Regions from separate parts of the Ovis aries genome. Here region 2 is linked to region 1. Evidence: chromatin contacts called from public Hi-C data. All regions are on one chromosome and are shown on one strand. Each heading gives the region's core, a stretch centred on a gene start, on an enhancer-like site or on the middle of the called end of the contact. The rest is flanking DNA. Distances are from core to core; before and after follow the strand shown. Region 1 overlaps ITGAE (integrin subunit alpha E). Region 2 holds the start of NCBP3 (nuclear cap binding subunit 3).

Evidence for each region. Hi-C and Micro-C count contacts between places; a contact is called where the count stands out from the background.
Region 2: a contact with region 1 is called in a Hi-C map of tail adipose tissue, with 4 times the contacts expected there. The contact joins the promoter of NCBP3 here to the enhancer-like site in region 1. A contact is called at or near these places in 9 of 16 Hi-C or Micro-C datasets (blood, hypothalamus, liver and 5 more).

What each region holds. Positions count from the first base shown.
Region 1 is chr11:24,276,171-24,281,981 of ARS-UI_Ramb_v3.0, forward strand. ITGAE (integrin subunit alpha E) reads right to left here. Exons shown (of 30, transcript XM_060395331.1): 25 at 5,697-5,760; 26 at 5,505-5,612; 27 at 2,067-2,123; 28 at 1,651-1,746. Among named protein-coding and RNA genes, the nearest start is that of P2RX5, 14 kb to the left of the region's middle. Within about 2 kb of position 2,256, at least 35 of the 54 cell types and tissues checked have an H3K27ac peak or open chromatin away from gene starts, as enhancers often do. A contact at or near this core is called in hypothalamus, liver, muscle and 1 more, where this site is marked.
Region 2 is chr11:24,364,826-24,370,636 of ARS-UI_Ramb_v3.0, forward strand. NCBP3 (nuclear cap binding subunit 3) reads right to left here and starts at 2,928. Exons shown (of 13, transcript XM_060394813.1): 1 at 2,729-2,928; 2 at 715-780. The coding sequence starts at 2,905. TRNAG-CCC (transfer RNA glycine (anticodon CCC)) reads left to right here and starts at 4,588; the gene lies at 4,588-4,660.

The sequences.
Region 1 (5,811 bases), core at 1,006-3,505:
CTACGTTTTTCGGGAGGGGGAGGGGAGTTAACTTTTTTTTTAATTGGAGTATAGTTGATTTAAAATAGACTTCTAAAAAAAATGGACTTACAATTCCTGGACAGCATCATTCCTTACGTTTCTGTTTTTTTGGGATCTTAGTTCCCTGACCAGGGATCGAACCTATACCCCCTGCACTGGAGGGCAAAATCTTACCAACTGGACTGCCAGGGAAACCCCCCCTCCCCTGTCATCTTTCCCTTTAAATGTGTTCCTTCTCCAGTATTCCTCAAGTCTAAAGAATGGCCTCAGCAACCACTAAGTTTCCCAAGCCAGAAACCTAGTTAAACCTCAACTTCTTTTCCCTTACCGTTTACCTCACACCACACTCCCATCCCCAAGTCAGTTCTTAATGATTCTTTTCTTTTTTCAGTCTCTCTGAACACCTGCCCCTTTTCCTCCATTCTCACTGCTACTTCTTCAGCTCACATCCCATCATTCTCACCTGGATCATCACAAGATGTTAAACTTGACTTTAGTTCCTACTTTTAAATGAGTGATCAGGGAAAGTCTCGCTAAGAAGGTAACATGTGAATTACACATAAGAAAAAAGCACACACATGAAGATATAGAAGAAAAGCTGTCTTATGCAGAAGGAACAGCAAGTACAAAGGTCCAGTGGCTAGAACAATATCTGCAAGCTAGAGTCTAAGAAGCAGGGAAGACGAAAGTATTAGGAGATGGAGGAGAAAGCGGAAACCAGATCATAGGATGCCTGGGACACCACCAAAAAAGACAAATTTTAGTCTAAGTGTATACGATTTTTTTTTTAAAGCAGATAAGTGGTATAGTGTTTGCTTTTTAAAAATAACTGTTCCATGAAGAATGTCGGTGAAGGTCATGGCAAAAGCACAGGCAAGAAAAGCAGAGATGAGGCTACGGCAGTGAATCCAGCAAGAGGTGGTGACCTGAACAGCAGCAGCAGTGGAGACACACAGAAGCGAATGGATTTAGAATATATCTGGGGGTGGGTAGAATGATCGAGGTTGCTGCTGGAACAGATAAGCGGATGTAAGAAAAAGGATCGGATTTCTCTGGTGGTCCAGTGGCTAAGACTCAGAGCTCCCAATGCAGGGAACATGGGTTGGATCCCTGGTCAGGGAACTAGATCCTGCAAGCCACAACTAAGACCTGGCGCAGCCAAATAAATAAATGTTTAAAAAAGAAAAATTAAGGAAAAGGAGTCGCCACAAGGAATTCCTAGAATCCCTAGTAAGTCAGCAGTGTAAGGGTATCCCAGATGGCTCAGAGGTAAAGAATCCGCCTGCCAATGCTGGAGCAGCAGGAGACGCGGGTTCCATCCCTGGTTCGTGAAGATCCCCTGGAGGAGGAAATGGCAACCCACTCCAGTATTCTTGTCAGGATAATCCGATGGACAGAGGAGCCTGGTGGGCTGCAGTCCGCCGGAACGCAGAGTCGGACACCCCTGAGCACGCAAGCAACTGCTAAGTTACCCTAGATAGTTACCCTGAGAGAGTGAGGAAGCAACAGGCTGGAGCAGTAGATGGATCAACAGTCCTGCTTTGGGCACGTTATATTTGGAGATGCTATTAATATTATCGTTTCCAGGGAAGATGCCCGAGAAACGAGGATTAATCAAATCCTAAGTACCTGCTTTGGCTGATTCAAGGAGAGCTCTGCAGCCACGGTTACATTTTCTTTATCCGAGGTGACCTTACAGCTCACTGAATGCCATTCTTCCACAAGCTGAAAGAGGATGGGTGTTAATTAGCACGATCTATTTATGGGGTGGGAAAGCTGGGAATTTTAACACTTAGCACACAGACAACCTCAAGGTCGAGGAATAAAGGGTGTGAGCAGTTTCTGCCTTCATTTGGTTCCAGCAAAGCCGCAACCCTAGCAAAAGTGAGCCGGTGAAGAGGCTAAGGGGCGCCTCAGGAACGTTCGGGCTGTGCTTTCAGGGGAAACCTCGCAAGTACAATCCCGGCGTCTCACGGCACCCGCTTCAGGCCCTCCTCTCTCCCCCATGACCCCCTCCCTCCGGTCTTTGGGATGACTGCGCTCACCTGAACCAGATCGCTCCCACAAACTTGCTCGTGAGCCTGAGTGCACACGGTGTGGGCCTGAAACGACAACCACCCCAGGCCATCACCACAACACAACGAAAAAGCCAAACCGCCAGAGTTACCCGCCCCCTCCCACTTCTCGCGAGATCCGTCGTGATTGCGCGGACGGCCGGGCGCTAGGACCCGGCGGGCAGGCGCGTCCGCGTCTCGAGGAAGTCTCGCGGTGCTGTTAGCATTTGAACTGCCTGGCGGGTGCAGGCCATGGCGGCGTCACTCCCGCCACCCGCGAGTGGGCTCTTCCGAACGTACGGGGCAGCCGGCGGCGGGAGGCCGCGGCGGCGGCCGGGCCTGGCAGCCGTACAGTGGTTCCCGCCGCAGGACCGGAAGCGTTTCTTCAGCAGCAGTAGCAGTGACGCCAGCAGTGGCGGCCCCTCGCAGTCTGTCGTCTCCGACGATCCTGACGACCCCGACTTCCCCGGCAGCCCGGTGGGTCCGCAGCGGAAGCGCGCTGGCGCCCGACTCGCCAAGGGCCGGCCGAGTCAGATCGCGACTCCGAGACGCCTGAGGCTGCGATCGCGGTGCCCGCAGAAGTGCAGCACCCCCTGCGGCCCGCTAGGACCGCCGTCCTTTCCCAACGGCAACCCGGGCTGCCTGAGCCCGGACCTCAGTGTGTGCGGCCAGCCCAGGGACGGCGGCGAGCTGGGCACCAGTGCCTCCCTGTTCAGCTCTCTGGCCTCTCCCGGCCCCGGGTTCCCTGCGGCAGAAGACAGCATCTGTACCGACCCTTCCACCTTTCTGGATGCAGCCTCAGAAGCTCCGAGCAACTTCCACCTCCCAGAAGCCTCCCTGGACCAGGCACCCCTCCCCTGTTCCCAGGACGCAGCGACAGGAGGAGGCAGGCTCACCAAGTTGGCCCACCAAGCCCAGGCCAGCCTCAGGTCAGCTCTCTTTAGCTTTTTGGACTCAGGAAATCCTGAGGATTCCGAGCTTAGGACAGATGGGAAGAATTTGCAGGAGTTCTGCCATGACAGGGAACTGGTGGGGAGGAGGCAGGAGAGCCCAGGTTTATCAGGCAGGGGTAAGAAGAGGGCCACCGACCAGGACTCTTGTCGAGAGATTGAGTCTCAAGGGTCTGTCCATATAGAATACGAGGAGGCCCGTGGGTGCAAGGCTGGAATCGCACCTGGGAAAAACAACTGGCCTGAGAGAACCAGGCTAAGCCGAAAAAGGAAGCATCAAGGGACAGCAGAAACCTCCCTCCTCCATCACTGCCAGGTTACAAAAGGCCAAAAGATGGAAGACGGTTCATGTGTCACCCAGGACCTGACTCGTTTACAGAATGCCTGCTCTTGGACCAAAACCAGAGCCTCCTTCAGTTTCCACAAGAAGAAGATCGTGACAGCTGTGTCTGAAGTGTGCAGCTGCATCACCCTGGGCAGTTCTCTGTCTGAGTCCCTCGTATCAGAATATTCACACCACCCTGTTCAGAACAGAACAAGCTGTGCTCTGTCCCCCCGGCACTCTTCCTCTATGTATTTGCTAACCCCCTTAAAGACACAGCAGGTCACAGACAAAAAGACATCTGATGCAGAAAAGCTTTATGGAGAATGCAATCAGGTGGGTCCCATCCCCTTCGGCGACTACCTCTCCGAAGAAAAACTGGAATGCTGTGAGAAGATTGGAGAAGGGGTGTTTGGTGAGGTGTTTCAAACAGTTGCTAACCACACACCTGTAGCCCTAAAAATCATTGCTATCGAAGGACAGGACTTAGTCAATGGAGCTCACCAGAAAACTTTTGAGGAAATCCTGCCAGAAATCATCATCTCCAAAGAGCTGAGCCTCTTGTCTGATGAGACATGCAACCGCACACAAGGCTTCATTGGCCTGAACTCGGTCCACTGCGTTCAAGGATCTTACCCTCCCTTGCTCCTCCAAGCCTGGGATCACTATCACTCAACCAAAGGGTCTGCAAACGACCGGCCTGACTTTTTCGGGGAAGACCAGCTCTTCATCGTGCTGGAATTTGAGTTTGGAGGGATCGACCTAGAGCAAATGAGAAAGAAGCTGTCCTCCATTGCCACTGCCAAGAGTATTCTGCACCAGATCACCGCCTCCCTTGCCGTGGCTGAGGCCTCACTGCACTTTGAGCACCGAGACTTGCACTGGGGGAACGTGCTCTTAAAGAAGACCAGCCTCAAAGAGCTCCATTATACCCTCAATGGAAAGACAAGCTCCATCCCCACCCGAGGGCTGCAAGTCAACATCATCGACTACACCCTGTCCCGCTTGGAGCGGGATGGAATTGTGGTTTTCTGTGACATCTCTGGAGACGAGGACCTGTTTACAGGACAAGGCGACTACCAGTTTGAGATCTACAGGCTGATGAGGAAAGAAAACAACAACTGCTGGGGTGAATACCACCCTTATAACAACGTGCTCTGGCTACATTACCTCACAGATAAGATCCTGAATCAGATGACCTTCAAGTCCAAACATAACACCCCCGCCTTGAAGCGAATGAAGAAACAGATCCAGCATTTCTATCAGACTATGCTGAACTTCAGCTCTGCCACGGACCTGCTCTGCCAGCACAGTCTGTTTAAGTAAGCCGGGGGTACTGACCACCCCCAAAGGAAAGGGCGTGGAACTAGAAGCCCCTGATTCTGTTTTTAATCTCTGTCCCCACAGCAGGGTGGGATTCCTGCTCTTACAAGTTTCCAATCAGCTATTTAAACAAGAATTTTGTTTCCAAGTGGAAACTGACATGTTTAAACAACAAATATTCTTTAAAAATAAACTATATGTGAGAACATCATTTATAACTGAAAAGCCCTTTTTCTGTCAGCAGACTTCATTTTGTAAATTCCTTTCCACAGTTTCCTTTTTGAACCTGGACACTTTATGTAGCCTGGACAGAAAAGAAAATCAGGAACACCCAAGGCCTCAGCTGTCATACTGCTAAGAGCCTGTTGCTGTAGGTGTCATAAGGCTGGTTTTGGGAACCACACTACAGATGAGTCAACTAAGAGCAAAGAGGTGTACCACAGCAGAGTCCCAGGCGTACAGACTGGGAGACAAGAGGAAAAGAAGAAGGTAGACAGTTTATAGGAAGAAGGGCCACATGTTTATCAATCTCATTTGCCAATCACAGAAAAGCAGAATTTATCCATGATTTTCAAAGGGAAAATAAATGTCTCCGTGGCTACTAAAAAGGTTGAATTTTGTTTACTTTTTTCATCAAGGGAAGAAAAATTGAAATGTCAGTTTGGGCTGAGTAGTTAATATTCCTTATGAATATGACTTGGGTAATTTACTTCTAAAATGCGTTCCCAGGTTAACTCATCTTTTTTCTACTTTTTCTAGAGTTCTAGTTTTTATACCTTTGAGAATCCATAGCCACTCTGGAAAGAGATGTGATACAGAACCACCTCTATGTACCTGAGTCTTGGTCAGGTTCGTCACTGTTAGGAACTGGAAACCTTGTAATTTAACTGGAACACAAATTTGCAACTGGAACTCAGCTCCAAAGAGGTTCTCTCCATGTATCTACAAGATAAAATCCAAGCGGAAAGTCATGGCTGGTGTTGTTTTGCCACCTGTTGGCTTTGCGATGATGAGCAGAGCACTTACGTTGAAGAGGAACTCTTTGTGGTGGGAAGACCCCTGGCTTGTGTTCATGTACATCACTGAGGGTCTGCAGTTGAGAGGACATAGGTTAGGCCTCAGGGCCCCTTACTCATTTTAA
Region 2 (5,811 bases), core at 1,678-4,177, 89 kb after region 1:
AACAAATAAGTACTGATTGTAAGGAAAATAATGTCTGGTTCTGTGAAGAGCTGCAATGAAGCTGGTAATCTAGTAACAGCTATCACCAGATAAAAGGCAATACTCCCAGGCAGTGAAAACAATTCAGTCCACTTGGCCTTCAAAGTTTAGCCACATAGTCATGAAAGGCTATTTTTCTAGGCCTCAATCAGTGAGGAATAAAGACATTTACTAAAGGCCTACTATGTGCCAGACACTTTTATGCTTTGCTTCATTTAAAGTGGAAACAGTTTACACATTTTTTAAAAAAATGGATAGGGACATCCACCTGCCAATGCAGGGGACCCAGGTTCTACTCCTGGCCAGGGAACTAAGATCCCACATGCTGCGGGGCAACTAAGCCTGTGCTCGGCAACAGAAGATCCCACGTGCCACAACTAAGAGGTGACACAGCCAAATAAACATGTATGTAAAAGGAACACACAGAACTTTTTCTTGGACATGGTTAAGCACAGGCATCTAGTGATTTTATCTTCTCATGGATTCAAGAAAACACAAATGCTGCCTGAATGTTCTCAGGCATCATTGTGAAACACAAAATATAAACTTAAAAAGGCTTAATCCAACAACAAAAAAAGGTGGTAAAGAATAACTGCTGTTCTACAAGTCCTAGGGACTTGCTCATTAAGTTCAACCGCTTCTCAAAATGAATAAATGAATCATGGTGTATCTTACCTTGGAGGTGACATCAATTCCAGTGATGAAGCTGCCAGCCTTGTTTTCATATCTTCTGCTTGTGTCCTAACACCAAGGGGATGGGTGAGAAATGCTAACAGGCAACTGAGGACAAGCACACGATAAACAACAGCCTGACAACCCATTCCTTCTGGATAGTCTTTTCAGCAATCTGTTCCCTACCCTGACAACCCTTTATTATGAGGAAGCCTGTCCCAGTGACTCCATGGTAGCAATCAACCACTCTACCAAGAAGCTTTTTCTAAATCAGAGCCTGCCTGTCCACAACCTAAAGTAATTCCATCTACTGAAGGTATCCGTGTAAATGAAAATCCAAAGGCATTCATGAGAAATATCCACGATGAGGTACAGTCACTCATCTCCCCGGCTCAGACTAGACAAATTCATTGTGCCAGGCCACCAGATGGGGCACAAGTCTTCACTGAAATGCAGAAAGTCCAGGCTCACCTCGACCTTCTGGGGAAAACACTACACTGTGCAGTGAAACAGGATGAGACTCGGCAGCCGGGGGACTCAAATCACAGCTCTAAGCTTCGCTGGTTACAAGACACTGTACAAGCCCCCTGGCTTCTCTGGACCTAGGTTTCTTCTGTGGCATCTGCCTACCTTTCTGACCTCTTTTACTGCTCTCCCACTTGTGCTACTGAACTTTCTGTTCCTCCAATAAAACAATCTTGTTCCCATCTCAGAGCCTCTGGGTTTACTAAGTTGCCCCTGCTGGGAACAAACTCTTCCAGATCTGCACATGGCTGGCTCCTTTCTGTCACTTAGGGTCCAGCTGAAATGTCACTATCTCAGAGGACTTTCCTGGTGATCCTGTGGCATTCTGCTTCCTGCTCTCCACAGCTTCCCTCTGCACTCTTCCACCCCATTAACGTGTTTTATTCTCTCCACAGCATTCACCACTTTGGGAAATTATTGGTTAACTTGTGGCCCCCAACTGGAACATAAACTCCAGGACAGAGTCTGACCTTGATCTTGATCAAGTGGCTAGGACTGTGCCTGCCACAAAGTGTTAGGGATACAACAGCTCACGTCCAACGGAATGAATGAAGGGATGACAACATCTACTTCTCAACTTCCTTGATATTTAAATGATAACATGTAAACCACTATGTTAACTGTTGTTGACAGAGTCATTATAATTTACAATCTGTAGTGCTCCTACATTTTTTAAAAACCTTCTTCCATGATTTCAGCTTAAAATCAACACTTGCAGACATGTGGCAAAAAAGTGGACCAGGTCAGATGAGAAATTAAGTACCAATACACAAGAAGAGCCACGCAGGCCTGAGACCAGCCCTACGAACATCAGGCCACCAAACCACAAGCAAAACACCTCTCCTCATCCTACTGTGACAGAAGAGAGGGACCAAGGACCACTGCTGGCTCGCTGATGTTCTGATTCCCCGAAGGGTGAGATGCTGGAGGCACGGTGTAGCAGTGGAGGCGCGCGGGGACGAGATGACCCTCAGGTCACAACAGAAACACTGAGTTTCTGCAGCTGACCAGCCCAGCCCTCCCGAGGGAAACCGCGGGTGCTCTGGTTAACAAACACCAGCTAAACCGGAGCAGGATGCCCGCGCCCCGCTCCCCGACAGTTCCTCTGGGCCGCTCCAGGTTGTGTCCCCGCCCGGGGGGGGCTCCCTCTTTATCTCAAACCGCACCCCCCCGACAAGCCCTAACCCTCCTCACTTGTCCTCTTGCACAGAGCGGCTCGGAGGGGCAGCGAAAGGGGTGTCCTCAGCTACCACCCCAATTTCTCCGACCCCTCCTCCTCAAGCCCCCTTAACACCCATTTCCGGGCGCCCGGGCGTCCTTTCTCTCGCTCCTCCGACTCTGCTCCAGTCTGGCGCCCCCGCCCCCCGGGCGCTCGCCCCGGTGCCCCCCTCCCCAGACTTCCCCTCCGCCCCGGCCGCCTCCCCTTCCGGCTCGCTCGAGCGCGGGACACTCGCTCTGCGACCTCCTCCTCGCCCCCGCCCCCCGCCCGTACCGGGATCAGTTCTTTCAGCGAGCGCCGAACCGGCACGACCTCTAGTTCGCCCTCCTCCACCTCCATGGGCTCCGGTTCGCCTCGGTCCAAACCCGCTTCAGGCGACGGGAGCCCCAAGGCCGGCCCCGCCGGGGCCTCCGCCTTCACCGACACTCGCAGGCCCCGTACGGCCGCCATCGCCTCCCGCCGGCCGCACCACTGAGAGCCCGCCCGGCACACTGCGGGCTAGAGCGTCGCTGCTACTGGCCACGGAGCAGCCGCCACTACCTAGAGCGTCACCTTCTGCGGCCAGAAAGCCTTCTTAGGCGCTGGCGTCCCCTGGTGGCAGGAGGGACGCGGGGCCGGTTGGAGCTGTGTCTGGTGAAGAAGAGGCGGGACCGACTGGAAAACCGGGGCAGGGCCTGATGGAGGGAACGGTGCCTGGGCAAATAGATGGGGGAAAATTGGAAACAGCGACAGGTTTTATTTTCTTGGGCTCCAAAATCACTGCGGATTGTGACTGCAGCCACGAAATTAAAAGACGCTTGCTCCTTGGAAGAAAAGCTATGACAAACCTAAACAGGTATTAAAAAGCAGAGACATCACTTTGCCGACAAAGGTCCATCTAGTCAAAGTTACGGTTTTTCCATTAGTCATGCATGGATGTGAGAGTTGGACTATAAAGAAGGCTGAGCGCCAAAGAAGTGATGCTTTTGAACTGTGGTGCTGAAGAAGACTCTTGAGAGTCCCTTGGACTGCATGGAGATCAAACCAGTCAATCCCAAAGGAAATCAACCCTGAATATTCATTGGAAAGACTGATGCTGAAGCTGAAACTTCAATACTTTGGCCACCTGATGCGAAGAGCCGACTCATTAGAAAAGACCATGATGCTGGGAAAGGTTGAAGGCAGTAGGAGAAGGGGATGACAGAGGATGAGATGGTTGGATGGCGTCACCAACTCAGTGGACATGAGTTTGAGCAAGCTCCAGGAGACGGTGAAGGACAGGGAAGCCTGGCATGCTGCAGTCCATGGGTTCACAAAGAATCAGACACGACTGATCGACTGAACAACAAAAACGATTATGTAACCTCTCCCTACTCACCAGGGAAGGGAGGCACAGTTCTTGAGGTGCTCGCCTACTGTGTCCCCCCTTTGGCTGGAAAAGTAACAAAGCTACTCTATTCCTCTCAAGAAAAGGAAGAATAATTATGTAACAAGACAGAGGTGTTAGCTCCTGTTACAATGGCAATCTTATTGCAATACAAGTAGATCAACGTCATGCACCTTAAACCTATATAATGGGATATGCCAATTTTATCTTAATTTCTAAAATAATTTAAAAAAATTTAAACCATCTAGATGCTGAAAGGATTATGTACTGAGTCCAGTAAAAAAAGAGAAGTGATTGCCAAGCACTGGGGGAGATGGCGGGGAGGGGAGGTGGTGGTGGTGGGGTGGGGGATAAACAAGTAGAATACAAGGAATTCTTAGGACAGTGAAACTCTTCTGTATGAAACTGTAATGGTGGATGCATGACATACATTTTTCAAAACTCACAGAATGTGCAAATCAAAAAGTGAACCCCACAGTAAACTGTGGACTTTAGTTAATAATAATGTATCGATATTATCTCATCTGTTATAACAAGTGTACCACATTAAGGCAAGATTACTAGCAGGGGAAATTGGGTCAGGGCTGGGGTCAGAGGGTGTATGGGACTCTGTACTTTCTACTCAATTTCTGTCAACCTCAAACTGTTTTAAAAACTAAAGTCTGTTAAAACAACAACAAAACCTTGACACCCAGATTACATCCCAGACCAATTAAATCAGAATCTCTAGGGATGGATGATTTTTCAAAAGCTCCCTGGGAGGGACTTCCTGATGGTCCAGTGGTTAAGACTCTGCACTCCCAATACAGGGGGCCTGGGTTCGATCCCTGGTCAGGGAACTAAAGCTCGTATGTTGCAAGGAAGATGCCTCCTGCCATAAATGAGACCTGGCACAGCCAAGTAAATAAATAAAAATTTTAAATAATTAAAAGAAAAAAAGCTCCCTAGGAAATTCTAGCATGTAGCCACATTGGTAACTGCTGTTTAGGCTGAACTGAGAATGGGAGAGGGCAAACCACAGCTGGGAGCCCTCTCTCCCTTTTGGGGTGTAGTTTCTCAGGAAGGTAGGTGGAAGTTGGCAAGATTAGCTGAAAGAAGACCAGAGTGCCTGAGAATATGTGGATCCTCTCCCGGGAAAGCTCCTCACCTCAAGGCTGATCCCCTGGACCTGGCGGAGACTGAGGGTAGAGAAATTTAACCAAGTCCTTCCCATGTTTTGGTTCCCTATGGTTGTGAGATCATTCCTTCAGTGTGGACCTGTGCCTGGGCCAAGGGGGTGGGTCTTGAGACCAAAAGACCAGTGGGTCAACAGGCTGTCAGTGCAGAGTATCAGCCAAGAGCATGTGCTGTGACTAGGCTAAGCAGTGACCAGCCCTGCTGGGGACGGGGCAGAGTGAACCAGGCAGCAAGAGGGAAGACGGAGCCTGTGCAGAGGGTGTTTGAGCGAGAAGGCAAAAGGGGTTCTTTTTGAATGCCTGGGAGTATGAAGCAGCAGCCTTCAGAGAGCCAACAGAGTAGAAATTGGGTAATGGTTAAGGGGAGACCTGAGCTAGTTAGAAGGCTGAGGAGCGGGAGGTGATGACCAGCAAAGGCCAGAGATGTACAGGCCAGAGAAGGAGCTTCCTAGGGATCAGGTGGACAGAATGGGATTCCCGAAGTGGGGGATGGGTGGGAGGGAGGCCCTGTTCTTTTGATTCAGTTGAAAGATGCTTTTTGAATGGTCTTCACCACGGCAGATCAGGGAGTGACACAGTCAGTGGACAAGGCTGCAGTGCCTGAGCCCTGTTTCCAGTCTTGTAGGAGATGGACCAGACACCAGACCACATGCCAAGGGTGCCTCTGGGAGAGTGGACCAGGGAAGGCTTCCTGGAGGAGGTGACTTGGAGATGGTGGGGGTCTAGGCAGGGAAGGCAAGATGGGAAGGGCAAGGAAGTTGACCACAAAGCTGGCACGGGCTAATGATAAACTGTCAGCTGCTCTGGAGAGTGAG